Linked DNA regions of Bombyx mori: region 1 is linked to region 2. The links are chromatin contacts, called in public Hi-C maps. All regions are on one chromosome and are shown on one strand. The core of a region is the stretch at or near the end of the contact, and the rest is flanking DNA. Distances in the headings are between cores, read along the strand shown. Region 1 overlaps LOC101735857 (E3 ubiquitin-protein ligase UBR1). Region 2 holds the start of LOC101739850 (putative Ras-related protein Rab-33).

Region 1 (4,385 bases), core at 1,271-3,770, 38 kb before region 2:
AGATAGTTGACTTGTCGATGACCCGAAAGCTATTTGTTGAGTTTCTAGGTGAACTTTCATGAAAGCTCAATAGAGGATACACAGTAGCTTTGATTTGAATTTGTAAATTTATTTAACGTTATGGAAAATTACAAGAATAACTTAATTTTTGTAAATGCCACTTGTTAAGGCGACCCACAAGTTACCAAGTCACATCATATAATCATAGATCAATCGATAATACGAGAGCCCGTATTTTTTTGTCAAGTAGTGTGTTAATTTGTTGACTAATTCAATTTGACTTATTAAGTAGTTATTAAAACTCATTTGTTTTAGCTCACGTTGACCGATGACTATTTGTCTAAGCCAAGTATCGCTGTTTTTAATTTCCCTTTGCTTTAACTTTCTGTAACTTTTTCAAGTGTTCACGATTGTTTTGGAAGTCGTATAAAGTAATGTTTTGCACGCACCTTTTGCTCCTAAACTGGCTTTAGCGCGAAACGTTGTCCTCAATCGATAACTAGGCTGTGTATATATTCTTTTATTATTTGATGTAATGCGAATTATTTTCGCACATTGCGGTATTCAGGTTGTGTGCGGACGTTTGCACACGATGTGTTTAATTTCGTTTTTCGAACTGGGGTAATGGTTTTGCTTGTGTTATAATTTAGTGCTAGGCTAGATATTTCTAGTGTGCGTGTGACGAGCCTGTGTGACCTTATTAAATAAAAGTGACAGTATTTTTATCCACACACACACGCACACCCAAACTAATAATAATAGAATACGTTAGAACAAATTGTCTGATTCATCGTTTTATTTATTTTCTTAACTTAATTCTAATTCTTCTTAATTTTATTTACGACGCCCTAATGACTTTGATCTCATGCTTCGAGTGGGTGACTGCATCTAAGCAGTAGTATTTCAGTTACTTACCATTTAATACTTGATCTCTCGTGGGCTAACCAACGTCAAATTAAATAAATAATTAGAACAAAAATGAAAGTATATGGCACTTTAAAACGGTTTTAAACAAGTGTCATCTTAACTTGGTCAAAAAGCCTATACTTCAAATACAGTATGATACATTGAAAACCAGCGTGCGCATTACGAAATATGTTGCAATTCGCTTTCTAACTATGTAAATAACAGAGGCGGATAGCGGCGTTCATAAATTTAAATTTAATTCATATTAACATTGGTCACCTTAAGATTTTTAACTTATCTGACAACCTTTAAAAATATCTTAATAACAGATATCCAAGATCGTAACGTCTTGTTTTTTTTTTTTTTCTAATATAAATAGACAGCTCATCCTCAGTGGCTCTCTGCCAAAATACGTACAGTACATTGTTTACCTGCGCTTCAAACAGTTGTCCAGCGTTCATTAAGAGTTTTTGGTTACCGTATTCGCGAATACAAATTCTTGTTTTTAGCCAACGATTCTCTATCAGTGTTTAGATGATCTCATTACGAACCTCATTCTCGTTAGGTATATTGTGCTTTATTTGATCATACAGGGAAGCAAATATAAATGAATATATCAGAACGAATAAACAGGAAGCAAGCCCGTGTCTTGGGACCAAAAGTGGTGTGAGTCAATTCTCAAAGTATTGAAATGTGGACGTTTCAATCATCCGGTATCTACTTGCCAATTAGACGCTCGGCCAAATCAAAGCGCGGATCATTATCACATCAACCAGGGTCAGATGCATTTAAAATATTATTATCAGTCTAGTTAGTAAACTAGACATTGAGTGGAAGGGTGTTCAAGCACTCGATACGTATTGAGAAAATGTAGTTTTTTTCTACTGTAATCATTATTTATTTTCGTTGTCGTGTTTTTGGGCCATGTGAGACGAATAATCGAACCAATAACAAATTTATATCCTACTATAAAGTGTTTACTCTAAATGTTTAATGTTGCGGAGTGAAAATGAGTGACGAACCGGTCTCTAACAGGTACACGTTGCCGGCTCGCGCTGATGCTGTAGTGGAACTATGGCGGAAGAATCTGCAGGAGGGTGTACTGGCGCCCTCGCACTTTCAAGATCATTGGCGCGTCACCGTTCCGAGAATATATTCGCCACAACCCAACAGAACATGTTTGGGTAAAGTACATTATTATACTTTTCGCTTTGTCTCCAAGAATAAACTTATTAATACCATTAGCACATCGACCCGAAGTGTTTTTTGCACCAGATATCGTCCTGACGGTGTTTTTTGTTTTTAAACCGTGAGGGACCCATGTCACCCCTTCACATATCATTTTAGCGCTATCTATATAGGCGATCTCATGTTCCTTTTAATATCATGACCCCTTAACTTTTGAGGGGACTCTAAGAAAAAAATTCGAAGAATGTATTATAATTATTAATGTTTAATTTGCTTCAATCTGGAATTTTCGATACAGACTGGTCTTTCGACGAGGAACTAGCTGCCAAATTGCTCATCCAACCCCTAGAACAGTTCATATGGGGTACAACAGAAGGATCTCAACCGGGTCCCCCTCGTCGCTCTACACTCTGCGGACGGGTGTTCAAACAAGGCGAACCTGCATATAGTTGCAGAGAATGTGGTGAGTTATTATTACGTACTACACGATACACGATACAGTATGATATTTTCTTACACGATCCTGTGGAACGAATGGTAAACAGTCGACGTCGCCTTAAGTATGTCATTACGGATCCTCCCGATCCATTAACGCTGTTTTTAGGTACCTCGAGCACCGCTGACCGTCCGAGTAAATTAACCCATAGACACAGCCCACTGAGTTTCTCGCAGGATCTTCTCAGTGGGTCGCGTTTCCGATCAGGTGGAAGATTCTGCGAAGCACTGCTCTTGCTAGGGTCAGTGTCAGCAACACTCCCGGTTTGAGCCCGGTGAGCTCATCTACGCGTTAGGGCGCAGCTGAAATAGCCTCTCAAGTCTATCAACATAGGTAAAAAAAAGATATTTTCCTCATAAAACTAGTTTTACACAAATATTGTAATAATATTTTTATTTTTCATCACACGTAAACAGTTCCAGCGTCTGTTATTTTGTCTATTTTTGCGCAATGTAATCAGATTTAATCATAAAAAAGAGTTTGAGAACCATTAATGCGTTATTATTGTAATTTAGATTAGGAGGTCAAACACTTTTATCTATGGACGAGTCATTCACCTTATGTTTGGTGACCAAAGCTTCTAGTAACGCCTTAGTATCAGATGGATCTTGAGTTTCTCTGTCTATCATCATAAACTTCGATTTCAGGCATGGATAACACTTGCGTACTCTGCGTGGAGTGCTTCAAGGTATCAGCTCATAGACACCACAAGTACAAGATGGGGCAGTCCGGTGGCGGCGGCTGCTGTGACTGCGGTGACGCCGAGGCCTGGAAACGGGATCCATTCTGTGATTTGCATGCTGTGAGTTGAGTTAAGATAGATTTAGACCTGTTCCAAACCCGCAAAATTATAACTTGCGTAATTACTGGTGGTAGGACCTCTTGTGAGTCCGCACGGGTAGGTGCCACCACCCCGCCTATTTCTGCCGTGAAGCAGTAATGCGTTTCGGCTTGAAGGGTGGGGCAGCCGTTGTAACTATACTGATACCTTAGAATTTATATCTCAAGGTGGGTGGCGCATTTACGTTGTAGATGTCTATGGGCTCCAGTAACCACCTAACACCAGGTGGGCTGTGAGCTCGTCCAACCATCTAAGCAATCAAAATGAAAATACATTTAAGCATTTCCGATGTTCCGAATGTCTTTTAGTAAATCGAGATACTAGAGAACTAAAGAAATTAGTGGCATTAGAGAAATAGGCTAGATGGTTGTGTCTCGAGCGTATTTTTTTTATTTATTTTTTATTGCCTTTGTAGGCAGACGAGCATACGGCCCACCTGATGGTGAGTGGTTACCGTCGCCCATGGACTTCAGCAATGCCAGGGGCAGAGCCAAGCCGCTGCCTACCGCGAAGTACCGTATTCACATCTTGTCTGATGCTGCTGAACTATGTGCATAATAAAAAAAATGTCAATTGTATTTGGGTTAAAGTTATGTGCATTGTTTTGTGATGGCCTTCAATTGAACAAGAAATTTAAAATGAAAACCGAATAGTAATAAAAATGTGCAGATAACGCAAGCTTTCACTATGGCCTTGGTTACTGAATTTCGTGTCACGGTTATATTTTATCAATCGCATGCAGTTTGCCTATTCGGTATAGCTTGCTTGATTGATGGTCAAACAGAAAAAATGATTGGGGCTTATAGTATATATACCTAGTCAGGTCATAAATTCTGTCACATGTTTAATGTAAAATAATTGAAACAAGTTTATTCATTATGTAACCATTCATATACCAAAATGAACTTAACAAAACATAGATTCTTATGACACTAAAGTTTATTCAAAATGACC
Region 2 (4,443 bases), core at 350-2,849:
TGTGTGGTCATTGTTTTTTGACAAACTTATAATTGTACAATATTTTTACATTTTTTTATATGTTATTAATGTTGTTATGATAATGATTTTTAATAAATCATTCAAATAGTTAAGATATCAATAAAATTCCATAAACACATACATGAAACGTTTCTGGCTTTGTAACATCATAAACAATGACAACTGCATGAACATTTCTATAGTAGTGCTGCACCATTGATTTTCGAAATCTTTCTTGTCCAGCAGTGTCCCATAACTGGAGCTAAAAATTGTTTTAAGACTAATTATTATATTTGAATCCTACTTTTTAAACCATTGCACTGCTCAGGGTCATCAAGTCTTGGATTTTCTTTTTGTCTTGTTGTCTTGTGGTTCAATGTTATTGTTTTTTCTTGAAATGTTATTGTTAATTAACATCTTGCTTAGAGTCCCTTAAAAAGCTATGGGACAAAAAGCATTGATAGCCCTGTAGTTTCATATAGACAACAAAAGTGGGCGTTAAATGCCAGTATTATTACTTAACAAACGATTTTATATACAGCTTTACAGAACATATCTATACATTTAATTGTGTAGGATCGCTTTTACAGATGGCAACTAGTTTCATGATTAGCTTTTAGTATTTATGATTTAGAAATAGTTTATTTTGTACTTGTTTTCTTGTAACAACTTTACCTTGATATCCTCATTACGAATTTTAATGATTCTCTCTCTGAAATCAACACCGATTGTAGCTTCAGATTTATTTAAAAACTGGCCCTCACAAAAACGATAAGTTAGACAAGTTTTCCCAACACCTGAATCACCGAGAACTATAATTTTAAATACTTTTTTTTGCTTCAATCCAGGTATATCCTGGCTGGCGTTAACTGACATTTTTTTTTTATATTTCAAGTTTTACATTTTTATCGTTTCGGTGGGTAAGCATCAATGTTTGTGTTTGTTGTCCGTTGTCAAATTCTGTTTTGTCACAAAGTTTTGTGTAGGAGGAAATCAAATGAGCATAGATTATACACTTAATATATTTGACAAATGAGGATGAAGGTTATAATACAGATTACATACTGTATTACTGTAGGATATACCTACGTGATTTTACTTACTGTGTATTTACGAATATACAGCATGCTAAACAGCTATGTATGATATTATTATGTATGTCTACACTAAGTTAGTGTATCTAGCTATCTGTCTGAAAAAGCTATTCCGCCATGTACAGATAAAGTTTGTGCTTTTAAAGATTTTAATTGTTAATAAGCTTCCTGAACATGTACCGGTAGCCCTAAATATAATTACGATAAAATAAATCTAAATAAAGGAGTGACAACGCCGCATTACTTGTCAACACACATCGTCTCTTCATTTAAAAACTAGATAAAATACGTATTTAAATATATTATATATCTTCCTCGGACTTATCCTTCATTGAGGCAAGTTTATAAAATAGTGCTCGGTAATACAGTGACATGGCATTGGCTATGTCCAAGGGCGAGAAAATATATGCGTATATATGTATAACCACATATGTGTGTGTGTAATTGTGTATAAAACCACATTTTAAAAATCCACACATGTTATATGAATGGAACTAGAAAAGAGGTTAGATAAAGGTTTTTTGAGTCTGAGATTTTTCCTGAAAACAATTACCATTTTAAAAACGCACATTTTTTTGTTGAAAGCAATTAAAAATTAGTACCCTATAGAATTTTTCCGTAGTTTGCCTAGAACTTGTCATTCGGAAATTTTAAAATTTAAACCTAAATACCAGTCTAATTTTGACAAAAATATATAATTTGTAAGTTTGTAAAATATATAATATCTTCTATTAAACCATACTTAGGAACGCATTTTAGAGGGTAAGGTGATAACGATGCAAGGACTGAGGACACCAATCTTGGAACTAGTCAATCACTTTTTGGTGGGTATTTAAAGTTTAGTATTTCGTCGTAAAACTGTAATAGCCTAAGAGCCTGCGACGATCAGCCTCTTGTTTTTTTTATAAAAGTCGACAGTTGTTTTGTGCATGTGCCCAACATAGGTGTGAACGATCAGCGACTATTGTGATTGGATTATGGTTACTGGGGCCGATAAGGATGCGAGTGAGATAGAGAGTTCAGTCTATACCAAGATGCTTGTAAGATCATCATCATCATAGCTCAATAATAATGTTCTCTTAGTAACAGTTTGAAATCCGGGAAATTTCATATGTATGTAGGGGTAAATGTATTGAAGAAGCTAGTGGTGGATTCTGAGGTTCTTCCAAAAAGTCTGTAACGTTGCAGTAAATTCCCAACATTTTGCTGGAACATTTACTTCATTTCAACTTATCCCTTTTCATATTTTAATTTGATTTATCTCAGTATAAGACATTTTCTTCAAAGATTTTGTAAGTACTACTTTGGCAACAATGTTATCACAAGAAGCCAACTGCCATACAAAAAAGAATATTACGTAAAAATTGCCATACTAAAAAATCATGGACTCACTAATTCGTAACTTTTAAATTGAGTCTTTTGCTTCAATCTTAAAGTAACTTTTCAATTGTATACGCATTGCTGCTTTTGAACGACGATAAAAGCTTGTGCATTCACGCATGTAATAAAGACTATTTTTTAGCGTTTTTTTTTCACAAGTATAACATTTTTTAAAGCAGCAGCACTGACTACGCTAAAATGACAAATGTTGTTATTACTATCAATCAGAAATGTCCGTCGGTCGTTCGGTCGTATGAGTGATAGTCTTCATTGAATGTCATGATTTATTGCGAAACCCGCTATAACTCCTGATCAAAATCAAGAGTATACTTTAATAGCAAAGATATCGATTACTCTGTTTTCTTTTTTAAATGTTATAATTGTGAAAACCGGTTTGAGTTGATGTCATCGGACAACTAACCTCCGCGTTCGGACTATCTCTTATCTTTATTTTAGTTTTCGAATTTCTTGCTACAGTGATAAACAAAGCAGGTGTTTACGTGATTTGCCCTGAATTAAATTAAGCGCGGAAATAGTGTTTACGTTTAGAATGTACCTGAAGAAAATGTGTAATGAAACGGATTTTTGTTTAAAATGTAGATAAACTGTTGTAATTTGATTAAAAAGTGAATTTGTGGTGTTTGTGCGCGAATGTTGTCGTAGGATTGCCATGTCCAGGCTCGTCGACTACTTTGTTATAGTGGGATTCGACCACGAAAAAGAAAGTGAGTATACTATGTACTGCCTTCAGTATTATTCGATTCACAATCAGGCTAATGTAATTTACATATGAACGCGTGAAACTTACCTACCTATTTTTTGTAACAAATTTGACAACATTTTCTTAGCCAGTCTTACGTCAGTTATGAATTTTTATAAAATTTTAATAAATAAATATATGTATATTTATTTAGTAGGATTACTTACAGGATTGTAATGTCAACAGAAATTCTGAGAGGATTTTTTTTAACACATTAATAAACCAATATTTTCGTCATTATGAGTTTTTTTAAATGACTAAACTGATTCATAACTAATCTCAACTAAGTTCCCAAGCAACAGATATATGTTTAAATTTAATTTTCAAATAAAAATGTTTTTAGTTTGTAGCTACAAATGTATGTTAAATCAAAAACAAATGCATATACTAAATTTAGAAGTATACAGTTCTAAAATTGAAATGCTAGTGGTTGAGCAATTGGTCATAGTCACCCATACATCTTTCATACAAACTAAAAAGTGATATTAGTAGTAGGGCATTGAGTCATACAGTCCATTGATCTATCTTAATGGTGGTGGTTCATTATCTTTCCTTTAATAGTTTGTTAAAAAGTTCTATTTTATTTATATACTATGCAAAGTTGCCTCCGTTACTTGCCTGCTGATTCAGTAATTATGATAACCTCATATAGTATGGAGAGGTAACATAGGAGAGATATAAATTTCCTCTAAAAGCTATCAAATGATCAATATATAATGTTTTTACTACATTGGACACTAATCTACAAATAAATAATTTGTAGAAGATGGCCGAACACTTTTTTAAATTGTAGATAGTTATGACCTTCTTTTGTTATTTTAGGAAAGGCTGTTCTAGCGTAACTCCTTTAGAATGCATGTAGACGGTTTTGTTCGTACACATTCAATTGTTACTGCAGTGCTTTTTAAAAAACGTTATTGTATGATGGCTTAACGTGTAATTGGTGTAAATCTAATCTTTACTTGGCCAGAGCATGTCAGTTGTATCATTATGTGGAAATCCAACACATTCCACATGTGTCTTGCATGCATTGCAGGATATTGTCTGTTGTATGTGATTCTGTGAGTAAAATATGACAATATGTTTTTATCAGCTATATGGAATGTAATTCATGTGTGTTTAATACTCATAAAAAAAAGATAAAAAAGGAAAATGCTACAAAAGGAATTATCATCACTGCTATTTAATATGTTGAATCTGTTGTTGAAA

Evidence for each region. Hi-C and Micro-C count contacts between places; a contact is called where the count stands out from the background.
Region 1: a contact with region 2 is called in a Hi-C map of midgut, with 1.5 times the contacts expected there. The contact joins the enhancer-like site here to the promoter of LOC101739850 in region 2. A contact is called at or near these places in 2 of 7 Hi-C or Micro-C datasets (midgut and posterior silk gland).

What each region holds. Positions count from the first base shown.
Region 1 is chr14:6,932,991-6,937,375 of ASM3026992v2, reverse strand. It overlaps LOC101735857 (E3 ubiquitin-protein ligase UBR1), which reads left to right. Exons shown (of 28, transcript XM_038015233.2): 3 at 1,942-2,090; 4 at 2,393-2,557; 5 at 3,238-3,392. Among protein-coding and RNA genes, the nearest start is that of LOC101735857, 11 kb to the left of the region's middle. Within about 2 kb of position 2,520, at least 2 of the 8 cell types and tissues checked have open chromatin away from gene starts, as enhancers often do.
Region 2 is chr14:6,893,786-6,898,228 of ASM3026992v2, reverse strand. It overlaps LOC101739850 (putative Ras-related protein Rab-33), which reads right to left and starts at 1,599. Exons shown (of 5, transcript XM_004933756.5): 1 at 676-1,599; 2 at 143-262. The coding sequence starts at 876. It overlaps LOC101735725 (myotubularin-related protein 5), which reads left to right and starts at 2,688. Exons shown (of 40, transcript XM_038015237.2): 1 at 2,688-3,199. The coding sequence starts at 3,145.